Linked DNA regions of Capra hircus: region 2 is linked to region 1. A link is a contact called in public Hi-C data. All regions are on one chromosome and are shown on one strand. Each heading gives the region's core, a stretch centred on a gene start, on an enhancer-like site or on the middle of the called end of the contact. The rest is flanking DNA. Distances are from core to core; before and after follow the strand shown.

Evidence for each region. A called contact is a pair of places that touch in the nucleus more often than the background predicts.
Region 2: a Hi-C map of blood shows a contact between it and region 1, with 2.6 times the contacts expected there. The contact joins the promoter of WDR88 here to the promoter of CEP89 in region 1.

The regions. Positions count from the first base shown.
Region 1 is chr18:44,454,761-44,458,949 of ARS1.2, forward strand. It overlaps CEP89 (centrosomal protein of 89 kDa), which reads right to left and starts at 1,819. Exons shown (of 19, transcript XM_013971319.2): 1 at 1,678-1,819. The coding sequence starts at 1,716. FAAP24 (Fanconi anemia core complex-associated protein 24) reads left to right here and starts at 2,024. Exons shown (of 5, transcript XM_005692245.2): 1 at 2,024-2,102; 2 at 2,401-2,519; 3 at 2,640-2,779; 4 at 2,937-3,089. The coding sequence starts at 2,414.
Region 2 is chr18:44,601,313-44,605,501 of ARS1.2, forward strand. It overlaps WDR88 (WD repeat-containing protein 88), which reads left to right and starts at 2,383. Exons shown (of 11, transcript XM_005692488.2): 1 at 2,383-2,707. The coding sequence starts at 2,384. GPATCH1 (G patch domain-containing protein 1) reads left to right here. Exons shown (of 20, transcript XM_005692246.2): 20 at 521-806. The coding sequence ends at 551.

The sequences.
Region 1 (4,189 bases), core at 569-3,068:
GTTGACAGAGAAATGTCCTCTCATGTCCCAGAAGGCTGCTGAGGCTGCTGTCAGCTGGTTCCTAGCAATGGCCGGCCCTCCTCATCGCTACTGGAAGGGTATCTCCATGCTGTGGCACTCAAAACTGCCTTCCCATTTCCACACAGATGATTCATCCTTTGTCAGGTTTTTGTATACGCTGTTTTCTCCACCTGTAATTCTCCTTCCTTATTCCTCCCAAGCAAGGCCTGGGTCAACTCTCCGGGCTGACTTTGCAGCCCCTTCCCTGGCACCGACAGCTAGAGCATTTTTTGCCTTACCATTTTGTGCTGAATGACTTATGGGTTTGTCTACCCTTTAGCCAGTGTGGCCACAGGCTCTCAATCAACTGTGGGGTATCTGGCACACACACACAGCAGGAATTCAGTAACACAATAAAAACATCAATAAACATGCTGAGTTAGCAAAATTTCAATGGCAAAATATGCTTTAACTATCCCTTCACTGCTTCTCAACATCCACCTGTCTAAAATGACTTCAGGGGACTTCCCTGGTGGTCCAGTGGTAGAGAGTCCTCCTTCCAATGGAGGGGAAGCAGTTTCAATCCCTGGTAGGGAACTAAGGTCCCACATGCCTCAGGGCAACTAAGCCCCCGTGCCACAACCAGAGAAGTCCTCAGCCCTTGCAAGAAAACCCAGCACAGGCCCCCACCCCCCCAAAAAAAAAATGACTTCAGCAAGTCATACAGCCAAGAACAGCAAGCTGAGTTAGACATGCTTTAGGAATTCCAATTTGAAAGGGAGTTCAGGAGTACCCTTATCAAAATGCTTTCTTTGCATTTAAAGTACTGAGTTTATGAAGAACTGGATCTAAGCAGGTTTGGAGGTTCACCAGGCAAGTATGAAAAAGAAACACAGGAGGAAGGCGACTTGGGTGGAAAGTAGTGGTTATGATGATGACCCACGGAATGAGAAATCAGGACTGGGAAAGACAGCAATGAGTACACTGGTAGGATAAATAGACGGGGGGGGGGGGGGGGGGTTGGGCGCAAGAACTGTCGGTATCAGGCTCCCTAGTAGGAAGAGGGGTCAACGAATGAGCCTGGGAGAGTGTGCAGGCAGTGAAAGAATTTCCACGAGAAGTTTTGGAGGGAAGCATTCCAGGCAGAAGAAAAAGTAAAGGCTGAAGGACAGCAAGATGGAAAGAGCTGGAGCGTCCAGGTGTGTGGCTTGAGGGCATTAGGCACGAATCAGAACTGCATTTTAAAAGAATCCCTTTGGGTGCTTTGTGAAGAATGGACATAGGGAAAGGGAGCTGCTGCAGCAGTCCAAGTAGATGCTGGAGGACGGGGTAGGAACCGGGATGGCTAGTCGATGCACATGGTGGAGTGTACGTGGTACGTGGCAGAGGGAGGAATCCAGAATGACATCCCATCAGGAACTAGACAGTAGTGCGTCGGCAGGAGTGAACTCCCCGACACCCAAGCGAAAGTTACAGGCGAGACAGGGCGAGTCCTATCAACTGAGGCCGACACTAGAATAGAAAATTAATGTTCTAAACACTAACCAGCTGGGCTTCTCGAAAGGAAAACCACCTTCTGTTGAGCCGCTATCTTGCCTCCATCCCAAATCCCAACTCCTCCCCACTTAACTCCTGGCCCCACGGGCCAGAGCGCAGGCTGGGTGCAGATATACTTACATACTTCCTCTTGCGGCCTCTCTGAAACCCCAGGAGCATCCTTGCTGTGGTTGATGGCCAGACCCTTACTGGACTGCACGGAAGATCGGAGGTGAGGACCACTCCCTAAAGTCTGCCAATCCCTCGAGTTGGCCTAGCCCCAGACGCCTTTTCTCAGCTACGGACTTCGCAACAACTACGTCTGCCATTGGCTCCGCTTTTGCTCCGACCAATCATAGAGGAGGTTACTTCACGTCCGTCGCTCTTGGCAACCAGTGAGTACCACGCAAATCCTCACAAGGGCCTCGCTGTCCATTCTCTTATTGGTCAGATCAGATGTCGATCTCTGAGGCTATAGCCTATCCGGTGCCGGAGGAGGCGGAGGGCGGGCAAGATGAGAGAGTAGCGAGGCTTTCCGGAGGCACCCCGGATGTGTCGCTCAGCAGGTAATGTTGCGGAAAACCCAGACCTGGTGCCGAGGTGGCCAGCTCGGCCCCCGCCCTGGACTGGACTAAGAAACCACGGCGCGGACCGAGCCAGGGTTTCAGGGGCAAGACAGGTGACGGAAATAAAGGACGCTTCTTCCAGGACAGGAATCTCCTGGTTCTTAAACTTTGGCCTGTAATCCAGCCTTTTAAAGAACACTCTGCAGTCGGGCTCCTGCCAAAGAGGCCCGGGCTTCGAGTGAAATGGGCTGTGTCCTAGAGAAACTGCTTAAGTGCCGTCTTGCATTCCCTTCATTAGATCGAGGCCGCTGATGGAAGGCAACCCCCCTGATGGCACTGGCCCCATGCATGTACCATTTGGGCACATTGTGGCCAATGAGAAATGGCGCGGTTCGCAGCTGGCACAGGGAATGCAAGGTCAGTGGGCTCCCTCTGAACAAGCCCTCTTTCATCTCATCCTGCTTTTTAAAAAGTTCCATCTATTGCCGTGTTTTCATCTAATGAACACGGAACTTACTTTCTTCTCTGTGTTTTAAGGGAAAATTAAACTCGTTTTTGAGGATGGCCTGACACCGGTAGATTTTTACTTATCTAGCAAATCCTGCATTCTTTATATCACCGAAGCTGAGTTGGTGGCAGGAAATGGCTACAGAAAGAGACTTGTTCGGGTTAGAAATGTAAGTACTGAGTTAAACAAATGGACTTCTTCCCCCTCCCTTGGAATAATCTGTATAAAACCATTGGCAATTGCACCCTTGGATAGCTGCTTTATCTTGAATGGAATTTTGTTACAGAATAGTTTCCTGTTTCTTTCCTTTTTTTTAAATTTTGAAGTCCAATAAACTTCAAGGGATTGTGGTAGTTGAAAAAACGCAGATGAGTGAACAGTATTTTCCAGCTGTACAGAAGTTTACTGTTCTGGATCTTGGGATGGTGTTGCTTCCAGTAGCCAGCCAGATGGAAGCATCCTGCCTCATTATTCAGTTGGTAAGTACCCATTCCTACTCCTCCACAGTAGCCCTGGTTTAGGACTTTTGACTGATCTTCCTGGATCCTTTTCTGACACCTGCCCTTATTATCTGTACAATCCATGAAGCCAGTCTTTATCCATCTCTGGATTGGTTTCTAAAACCTTTTTGATGAATTTAAGCTCAGAAGCTCCCTCTGCAGCTAGCTGAGCTTGCTGCCCTGTCTGCTGCTGCTGCTGCTGCGTCACTTCAGTCGTCCGACTCTGTGCGACCCCAGAGACGGCCGTCCCTGGGATTCTCCAGGCAGGAACACTGCCCTGTCTAGGCAAGCATATAACAAGGTGAACAAGTTGGAGACCTGATTTTAACCTCTCAGGCTATGATGACTCCTTCGTGCACTGTTCTGCATTTAAGTTGGTGACGTTGTCAGTTAGTGGCTCCTTAGCCTCATCCCTCCGTATCCTCTGTTCAGCATCAGAAATTCTGTCTGCAAGTTCATGTGCTGTTTCTTTTTAACCTAGTGGTTTCCATTGTCCTCATTGATTATTCAGCATGGTTGTACATTAGAATTTCCTGGGGAACTTTCTTTTTAATTTTATTGGAATATAGTTGATTTACAGTGTTATGTTTCAGGTACATAGCAGAGTGATTCAGTTACACATACATTCATTCTTTTTGAGATATTTTTTCTCATATAGATTATCATAGAATTTTGAGTTCAGGTCCCATACTATACAGTTCCTTGTTGGTTGTACATACACTATATAGTGGTGTGTGTATGTTAATCTTAAGATCCTGTTTTATCCTTCCTCCCACCCCCCTCCCACCCCCTTTTCCCCTTTCGTAACCATAACTTTGTTTTTAATATCTGTAAGTCTGTTTCTGTTTTGCAAATAAGTTCCTTTGTATCATTTATTTAAAAAATTAGATTCCTTACAGAAGTGATATCATATGAGATTAGAATTTCCTGGGGAACTTTTAAAGTGATACATGAGCCTTACTTCAGACAAATTAAGAATCTGAACATGGGGGTCAGGCTTATGCATCAATTTTTGTTGTGCTGTTTCTAAATCTCTCCCTCTGATGTGCAGCTGGGGTTGAGAACCACATTGGAAATGC
Region 2 (4,189 bases), core at 1,133-3,632, 150 kb after region 1:
GTCTTAGTAACAACTGGTTCGTCCTCATTGCCGTGGAGTATCCTTCTATCCCGTTGTTGGGGGCCTTTGGTGTGCCAGTTTGGGGCTGTAGAGCAAGGGTCTAGAGTCAGGGTGACCCAGCTCTGCTTGGTGAGTTAGAGCTGCCATGAACATTCTTGTGTGCTCAAAGCTGAGTTTAAGACTGGCAGCTCAGGAGCTTTTGGCCCCAGAGCAAGCATGGTTTTTTGTTTTTTTAGTTCCTTCCCGAGGGTCATACATGAGATAGGTAAGTGAAACCAGGATTAAAACTTGCTTTTATAAATGGGTCTTAACATAAGAGGTGGTGAGTCTCTCTGTGTGTTTCGGGGGGAACAGAATCTTAAGAGTGCAGATTAAATGCTGCTTTCTTTCATGGTGTGGGTCACTCTCTGTATTTTGTGCCACTTTGATTCAGGGAAAGGCCTGGCATTTTCATATTCCTCCCCCACTGAACCATCTAGTTTTTCTATTTGTATCTAACTCTCTCTATTTCCTCTTGCAGGCTGAAGCGTCTTCCACTAAGGAGGCAGTAATTGAATTCTGCCCCTGCCTGTCCTAATACCAGATCTCCTCCAGGATGGAAGTTCATTGATCATTCAGTTAATACATTGTACAGATTGTATTTATATGTAAATTCATGCTGTGAAATAATTTTTTTTTTAAACCTTGACATTTCAAAGCCTGCCTTGGAAGTTTGCTGAAATTGATTTCTATTTTTAACTTCTGTTAGTGTCAGAGAAAGAAATTCAGACTGTACAGTTTAATTAAAATGGTGTTTTTCTATTTTCTTCTTGATTTTCATTCCCTGAAACTTTTTAAAAAGAAATGAAAAGTGAAGGCTTTTCTCTGGTTTTGTGGTAAAGAAAGCTAGGTTCAGATAAGGAGAGTCTGACTTACCTAAGGAATCGTATGGGAGCAGGGAGGTCGCTTTCCCATTCTTGTTTTCCTGGGGGGTGTGGTTCCTTCCCTCCCATGGTTGGTGCTGGGAGCCAGGAGCCCAGTGGGCGGCACAGCCCCAGGATCCGGGCAGGTGGCCTCAGCCTCTTCAGGAAGAAGCCACCAAAGTATCTGAGGAAGGCACTGGGACCAAGAGTGGAAGAGTGTGTGCCCACATCTGGGATCGCACAAGCTCCAGGTGTTTTCACTGTAGCTCTGGGTCCCTGCTCTGTTGCAGGGGATTTCCCTGGAAAAGGCGATGACACCCACTCCAGTACTCTTGCCTGGAAAATCCCATGGACGGAGGAGCCTGGTGGGCTGCAGTCCATGGAGTCACTACGCATCAGACATGACTGAGCGACTTCACTTTCACTTTTCACTTTCATGCATTGGAGGAGGAAATAGCAACCCACTCCAGTGTTCTTGCCTGGAGAATCCCAGGGATGGGGGAGCCTGGTGGGCTGCCATCTATGGGGTCGCACAGAGTTGGACACGACTGAAGCGACTTAGCAGCAGCAGCAGCAGGGGACTTCCCTGGCCATCCAGTGGTTAAGACTTAGCCTTCCAATGCAAGGGGGTGTGGGTTCGATTCCTGGGCCAGGGAGTCAAAATCCCATGTACCTCATGACCAGAAAACATTAAAAAGAAAAAGCAGTATTGTAACAAATTCAATAAAGACTTTAAAATAATGGTCCATGTTAAAAACAAACAAACAAACACACAAAAGAGAAGAGAGAAGGGGATACTTCTCTCCTGGTCCAGGGGTTGAGAACCTGCCTTCCAATGCAGGGGACATGGGTTTGATTCCTGGTCAGGGAACTAAGATCCCACATACTGTGGGGCAACTAAGACCTGATGCAGCCAAAACTAGCAAAGTAAATATTTTTTAAAAAATGAAAAAGTAAATAGTTTTTTTTCCATTATCAAAGTAACATCATAGAACGATCAGAATTGTGAAAAATGAAAGAAGAAAGGCACTTCTTCACCCCAGAGATGACGCCGTTGCTCTTTTGTTCTAATTTCACACAGTCATTTTCTAGCACTGAGTCTGCTCCAGGACAAGTGGTGACATTTTGTTCTTTGGTTTTTCACTAGCATTATGACATACTTCCTTCATGCCCTTATATGTTGTGTGTACCCACCCCTACCAGCTGCGTCTTAATTAATCCAGGGTACATTCTATACCTTATGGGTCATTTCTCTGTTGTAGAACATGAGGTGCGTTGTCCAGGAGCCCCTACAAACGGTTTCACACATTTGGCCTCATTCCTTTTGTGCCCAGAAACTCGAAGCCCATTTTCCTGGGAGTAACCCATGCTGCGGGGTGAGAGGAGGCAGTGAGATCGCCGGGCGCAGGGAGGGCGCGTGGGTCCCAAGGTGGGGGCGGGGGCGCGTGGCGCCACCGTTCGTGGCCAGGCTGGGCTCCGAGATGGCCTCCCAGTCCCCGGGTACCCCCGGCTCCTCAAAAAAATCCGGCGAGGATGGGAAGGAGACACCCCGGAAAAGTAACTTGCCGCTCTCCTTGCTCCATATCCGCGACGTTACACATCGCCGGTCCAGCAAGCTGCCCTGGGTAGATGTGGTTAGGGCTTGTGGCCGCTTCAGGCTATCGCTCCTGCAGGTGCGGCGCAGCCGGCTGCTGCCCTCGCTTAACCCCCTGGCCGTAGGTGATGAATCGCCACCACCCGATACTCTTTGGATGCCCTGGATGACCCAGAAGGTGTTATGGGGTGACCAGGAGCCCCTCTCCAAGGTAAGAACCGCCCCCAAGGGGAGGGGCTGTGGCTTGCTCCCAATAGTGGCTGAGAGCTCAAGTGCAGGAAGGGGACCTAGAGGACCAAGCCCCTGCAGTGGGGCAACCGGAGGAGAGGCGGGGCAGCTCAGGAAACCATGCTGGGAAAGAGGACCCGACTCAACCCAGACCCTGTGGGACTCTGAGCCCCTCAAATGTCCCCAGGGCAACACTCCCAAGTGCATGCCCTGGGGGGATTGAAAGAGCCCTGTCACCCAGGAAACAGCACTAGAAGCAACCGCAAATAGCAATAAAATACAGGAATAAAAACCCGACAACACTATTGTGTATTCTAAGTGCTAGTTGAGAGACAATGCATTGCTAGAAAAGAAGGCTATTGGCTGGGAAGAGGAAATAATCTGTGAACAGGACAGGGAGAATTCTTGGGGGTGAAAAAGAGGATTTTCAAAGCCAAAATCCTCCCCGGAGGTTTAAAAAATCAGATCAGAGAACTGAAACAGAAAATTAGAAAACCAGCACATGGGATTCTCCGAGAAAAAGTATAAAGGAACAATAAGGATGAGAGAAAAGTAAGGCGGAATGCAGGGGAGATGCAGAAAAATCGATACATTGGGTTGGCCAGAAAGTTTGTTTGGGTTTTTCCATAAGAAGTTACAGAAAAAGCTGAATGAACTTTCTGGTCAACCCTACATATATAAGAGGTGTTGGGGGTGGGGTAGGGGAAATAGAGAAGGAGACAAGGATATGTCTCTGGGGTGAAGAAAGAATGGAGGGTTCATGTGGCAAGAGATGGTCAAGTTCAATGCAAGATTGGAGGGACACATAAGCTACAGGTGGCCAATGCCTGAACTGTATGAAGGAGCAAGGCTGTCCCCAGACAGATGGAAAAGCCTGGGGTCAAACTGAAATGGAGGTTTCTGCAATGTCAGAGGAACTCGGAGCCAAGTCCACAGTTGGATCTGTTGAATGGCTGACTGCCTCCGTCAGCACCCCCTGCAGGGGTGCATTGGGATCTCCATGGGGAAGTCTGCTTGAAGAGAAAGCACAGGCTGTACCAGTGCTTTGTTTAACTTATTTGTGATAGTTATTCTGATTTTTAAGTAAAATTAGAGAAGGTCATAGGAGTTGTGTTTTACTTCTGTTGTCCATAGAATATCCTCAAGATCAAATTCAATAGATATAAAAAGTGTTTTGTTCAATTGTTTTTTCAGTTAACAGTCTCTGTAGCACCCATGCCTCCCCAACTACCCCCTTTCCCTCTACAGAGACAACAAATGTTTCTAGTTCCTTCTATATCCTTAAAGAAGTATTTTATGCACATACCCACAAGTGTATTCTGATCCTTTCCTTTTTTGTTTTAACATAAATGGAAGGGTACCTTAGACATCTTCTGCAATTGGTTTAACAATTTTTCTTTCCATATTAATAAACAGCATCCTTGTTCTTTTTTTTTTAACCTTTTATTTTGTATTGGGGTATAGC